Linked DNA regions of Sus scrofa: region 2 is linked to region 1. A link is a contact called in public HiChIP or PLAC-seq data. All regions are on one chromosome and are shown on one strand. The core of a region is the stretch at or near the end of the contact, and the rest is flanking DNA. Distances in the headings are between cores, read along the strand shown. Region 1 holds the start of FAM214B (protein FAM214B). Region 2 holds the start of GBA2 (glucosylceramidase beta 2).

Region 1 (2,700 bases), core at 33-2,532:
TTATTATTTTCCCCTCCTACAGACACCCAGAATTTTTGACGGTCGCAATGTTACCTACCCAGGAGAAGGAAAAGTGTGGGGAAATTTCATTTGTGGCAAGTGGTAAAAATGTGTCTACCATTCACTTGGGGGCCTGCTGGGAAAGACCTTGGTAGTAGTGAGGGTGGGGTCTGGGCCTTGCTGCTAATTATTAGGTCTCTGGCCACTGAGTACAAAGTCTGGGGCAGGCACAGCTCCTAGACATGCAAGGACCGGGCCAGGCCCCAGGGCGAGGAAGGAAGTGGGAAATGAGCACACCCAGAACATAAGGGCAGAGCAAAGTGGGGGAGGTGGGGGAAGACAGGGACCAAGGCAAGCTTCTAGAAGGAACAGGAACTAGAGTGGGGGGTTAACAGGAACAGAATGGGGGAAGGGTCCCCAGAGACACCAACGAAGGGGGAAAAAAAGAAACCAAAAAACCCAGACTCAGCCAGACAGATCCAGAGCTGCCTGAGAAGGTCGCACAAGCCCTAGTGGCAAGTGGGGCCTAGATCCTCTCTAAGAGTGCTCAGGCCTGAAGGTGGAGTTAGGAGTTGAGGAGCCAGGAGCACTGCAGACGGGCTTCTTCACCCCAGCAATTTCATCACCCTCATTCCTAAAACACAGGACACAAACATCTTCCTGGAATCTCTATAATGCCCCCACACTTTCTCAAAGCACTAGGGGTTCTTCCCTCCCCAGCTGGGGCCTGCAACCCCTTCCCTTCGCAGAGTGCCCACAGCCCCATCCCTTCTTCCTCCACACAGGCCATCTGTCCCTCCCACACTCTGGACCACCAGCCCTTCTCCATCACACAACACCCCCTCTTCCCTTTCCCCCTAAGCTCCTTCAGAGTCCCTCCTCCTCAAGTATCTTCTCCAACCCTCCACTTCAAGATAAAGACTTCACCCCCTACCTAGTACTTCCCACCCTCACAAAGCACTCCCGCCCCTCCCCCACAAGGGCTACCGGAGAATGCACCTCCTAGCCCACACAGTGAGCCCCAGCTCCTCCCCTAACTCTGCTTTACTCCACCCTACCCCAGCATTTCTCCCAATTCTCTCCTTCCCTAAAGCGATCCCCACCTCCTCATGTCTGCCCAAGCGCACCCCGGTCCTTGTCCCTTCTTCCACACGCACCCCACCCCACACCTGCAGTTCCGTGAGTCCCGCTGCACCTGGGGAGGTAGTGGATTGGGGCAGTTACACAGCTGCCCCAGCTGCAGCCTCCTCCGGCAAACCTCGCCCCTTTGGTGCGAGCCCCGCCCCCGCAACGACAAGACCCACCCTCCCCCTGTCCCACCTCCCACCTTCCCCCCCCACCCCGCTTGTCCTTTTTCCTAGTTTCTGTAATTCCTGGGGCTCCTCCCCTGTAATACAGGTCCCGCCCCCTCTAAGGCCCCGCCCCTTCTCGTCTTCTCGGCGTCTCCCCATTGAACACTGCTTGCCCGTCGTCCCCTCCAATCCCCGCCCCTTTTTGGTCTCCTTGCTTGTCACTAGGACCCGCCCACTCGGATTCCAGCCTGGCAGAACCGGTGCCAAGCTCCTTTCCAACGCTAGCCCCCTCAGATCTCTGAGCCTCTTCTCCCCCCGCCCCTTCTCCCACTAGCCTCACCCCGGCGCCCGCTCTCCAGCCGGGAACCGCTGGCTCTGATTGGTGGTGGTGGTCCCAATGGATGGTGGAGGAGACAAAGTGATGGCTGCAGGTCGCCTGAGGTCCCACCCCGGCCACGTGCGGCTTCTGTGATGACAGGTTTAGATGGGCGGGGCATGTGCCCTCTGTGTGAGGCCTAGGCTGACCGGATTAGGCTGGAGGTGGGGAGCCAGAGCCAGGGTCAAAGCGTTAGCCTGAAGGCGCCGAGCCTGAATGAGGCCCTCTCAAGCTTTTGCGCTGGTGTGAGCAGCCTGCGGAACTTGAGCCTCTTAGTGAAGCCGTCTGCGTTAGCGCGTGTATTTGCCTTAATGGGGGAGGTCTGTGGGACTTGCAAAGTAGCACAAGGGGTCTCAGGGTTCTGTAAAAATGCGCAAATCTGGTTGACGGGGTCTCAACTCTGTGAGGATGAATAATTTCTGCAGCCTACTCTGTTCAAGAGAGTCTGAATTCTGGGAGACAAGAAGTAAGAGTCAGATGTGTACCTGTAGAGATAGGTCAGAGAGTCGTCTGTGAAATTCATGAGCCTAAGTGTTACTACAGAGTAAGGGGAGCCTGCAATCACTGAAGAAAAGTAGAGCCTTTGCTTTGCACGTGTCAAATCAACTATGTGACAGGAGTTCTGTTGTGGCTCAGCGGTAACTAACCCGACTAGTATCCATGAGGATGCAGGTTCAGTCCCTGGCTTTGTTCAATCCTATGGGTTAAGGATCTGGTGTTGCTGTGGGCTGTGGTGTAGGCTGGCAGCTGCGGCAGCTCTGATTTGACCCGTAGTCTGGGAATTTCCATATGCCGTGGGTGCGGCCCTTTAAAAAAAAGGCAAAACAAAACACAACAAAACAAAAACTATGTGACATTTACACTTCTGTAATTTAATTAGCGTTTGATTCTACTCTCCAACTTCCCGCAACCCTTTGGGTTCTGGAGATAGCAATGGGGAGTCGATGCTTGCCAGCTACCGGTAGATGGCAGCACAGGGCCCTTGCAGAACTCAGAGCTTCTCTGTGGAGTTGGCAGTGCTGAGGACTATGA
Region 2 (2,777 bases), core at 218-2,717, 560 kb after region 1:
TGGGCTCTCTACCCCAGCCCCACAGCACTGACTGCAGAAAAGAAGGATGCCCTACGTTGAGGCTGCCAGGGCTGGATTTCCCAAACTTTAAGCCTCCCTCCCCAGCTCTGTGTTTACTCTGTAGACTGACTCAGGATGATGCTTTCTGTCCTACGGCCACTTGTTCCTGTTAATAGGTCTTGGCTCCATCACTAGTTTTTTGAATCCAGTGGGAATCGAGGGATCTGGAGGAGTTCTACAGTTCAGGGTAAGCTCTTGGAGTGTCTGCACCACTTGTGGGGGAGAGATAAGGAAATGCTCTGGAAGATCATTACTAAGCTCTGGGGACACCTAAGGCAGTGCCTCCCTGGCCAAAGGTCTTCTTTGCTTTTTATATCAGGGGCTGTCTATTCTAGAACATCTCTTATCGCCTGCCCTCTCTTTAGGGCTGAGAGCAAGCAGCCTCTCACACACTCCTTGGAGCCAAAACTGATGAGGAAAGAAGCTGATGGGCGTTGGGGCTGTAAAATGCTGTGCCGAAATGAGGGTCAATAAATATTCCAGCTGCTCAGGGGAATGTGGGGCTGAGAACGCCCCCCCCCCATGACACAACAATGTATCAGTACCATATCCCCTAGAATATTCTTTCCTATCTTGCCACAAAGTATAATCCCAAAGGGCAGTCTTTGGAAAAGAGGGAGTCTGTGAGACAGCCTAAATGGGTAAGACTGACCAAAAGGTCCACATGCTCCTGTTTTTTTTTTGCTAAAAAGATGAGTTCCTGGAAGGAAGAGGGTTGCAAAGAAATGTGACCTAATCTCACCAGCCGGAACCAGTGGTTTAGAATATGTTGGGGATGGGGCCACCAGACTAGAACAAAGCACCCCCCTTACTTTCCTGCCTCTGCTAGAACAAAGCCAGGCACAAGTTATTTTAGGCAATGGGATCTACTCACCTCAAGCCCATCCCAAAATGCTTTATCAGGTTGCTCAGGGAGATGTCGTTGGCATTAAAGGGTTTTCTCTTCTCTGCAAACTCATGAGCCAGGCAGATGCGCCAGCCAAAGGGAGGCACCTGGTAGCCCTCCGCTTTACCCTCATAGGAAACCATCAGCTGCCCAGAGTCCTCTGGATTGCTGTGGCTCGGCTCATTTTGGGGTTGATTGTCCTCAGGGTTCTGGCAGTCCGTAACCTGCGCAGTCTCAGTGCCTCCAATATCTTCAGGGTAATAAGTCTGCGGATCCCCTGTGGCACAGCTGGTCGGCTCCGAGGCTGGGACTCTGGTTCCCATGTTTCCTGGATCCTGGATCCCCACGACCTCGGTAGTCTCGGGTCCCGAGCTTTCTGGTACAAAGTATCTGGCCAGCCAAGCCCAGACGCGGGCGCGGACTGCTGTTAGGTGCCGTCTCCGAGGGCTGCCCGCTGGGGAAAGCTGAGGTGAGCTGGTGTCTCCGTGGAGCCGGGGAGCTGTGGCTGCAGCGGCGGCGGCGGCGACAGCAATAAAGCCGCCAGGGTCTCGTCCTCGGTCGTCTCTCTGGGCCCTGGGCGGGAAGGATCGGGCCTCGACGTCATTGGGCCGTGGTGATTAGCTGGCCCGGCCAAAGGGCGACTTTGCCCGCGGAGAGGGGAGGAGTCCCGGGGACCGGCCCGCCAGGCACCGCCCCCGGGACCCGCCTGGGAGCTCGCGGCAGCCTCGGTCCCGTCCCGGGGCTGCAGCACCAGGCCCCCCAGGGGTGGGCGCCGGGTCCCGCCGGCCGGTGTCGGGCAGCGCCAGCGCCGGGGCGCCAGCCCGTGGGAAGGTGACCCACGGCGGCTGGACCACTCGAGCCCCTTCCGGCCCAGCCGGCCCGGCACTTCCGGTCGGAAGGGGCTGGGAGGGGGAAGGAGGACCGAGGGAAGTCCCGCCTCTGCTGCGGCCGCAGCCAAGCACTTGGCCGGGTCCAGGAGAGGTGGGCGGCGGAGGGCCTCGGTGCACCAAGCCCCCGGTTTCGACCGTGCAAGGTGTTCGGGCCAGGGGCGCGAGGTGACGGGCGGCCCTTGCCCTGGACTGAGGCCTGGAACCTCGAGGGAAAGGGGCGGAGGCGGCCTGGGGGTTCTGTCGGGGTAGGGGGACTGACCGGGCGCTGAGAGGGGCGGGGGCCCGGGACCCCGAGCGACGCCCTCCCCCTCCGCAGTGCCGAGACACCTGCCACCGGACCTCCCTTCCGCCTTCCCGCATCCCAAATCTGGGCGCTTACCTCTGACACCGTGGTGCTGAACGCCCCGTTTCCTCGGTCTTCACCCCCGGGCTCGCCTGAGACACCCCTCCCTGCCGTGGTACTGACCTCTGACACCCCTTGTTTCCTTCCAGATCCGATTCCGGAGCTGCCATGATTGAAGTAGTAGCAGAGTTGAGCAGAGGTCCTGTGTTTCTGGCGGGGGAAGCGCTGGAGTGTGTGGTGACTGTCACCAACCCCCTGCCGCCTACGGCCACGTCTGCATCCAGGTGGGGATGCTGATACTGAAGACGGTGGTCCTTCTGGGAGGAAGCCTGGTATCTATAGTGCTGAGCTGCCTATAGCTACATCATCACTTTGTTGCTCATTGTGCTCTCATTGCAGGAAAGGGCTATTTAACAGGTGTGGGTGACATAACCCTCTACTCTCCTTTCTTCTCTCATCCCCCATTCTCCTTTTTACTCCCAATATATTTTTCCGGATTTAATGGTTTCTCTCTGGGGTTCTGGATTCTCTGGAATGGAGGCCATCCATCTCCCTGTGTTGACCTTCTCAGTGTGGTAGGGAGTTTGGGAGAGCCTTT

The links. HiChIP or PLAC-seq counts read pairs in DNA pulled down with a chosen protein or histone mark.
Region 2: a contact with region 1 is called in an H3K27ac HiChIP or PLAC-seq map of alveolar macrophages. The contact joins the promoter of GBA2 here to the promoter of FAM214B in region 1. A contact is called at or near these places in 1 of 5 promoter capture datasets (liver), 2 of 47 Hi-C or Micro-C datasets (mesenteric adipose tissue and skeletal muscle) and 2 of 2 datasets of contacts at active chromatin or transcription factors (alveolar macrophages and skeletal muscle).

What each region holds. Positions count from the first base shown.
Region 1 is chr1:235,905,860-235,908,559 of Sscrofa11.1, forward strand. It overlaps FAM214B (protein FAM214B), which reads right to left and starts at 1,283. Exons shown (of 9, transcript XM_013986310.2): 1 at 1,196-1,283.
Region 2 is chr1:236,466,420-236,469,196 of Sscrofa11.1, forward strand. GBA2 (glucosylceramidase beta 2) reads right to left here and starts at 1,468. Exons shown (of 17, transcript NM_001258385.1): 1 at 935-1,468. The coding sequence starts at 1,269. It overlaps RGP1 (RAB6A-GEF complex partner protein 2), which reads left to right and starts at 1,877. Exons shown (of 9, transcript XM_003480545.4): 1 at 1,877-2,001; 2 at 2,329-2,463. The coding sequence starts at 2,348.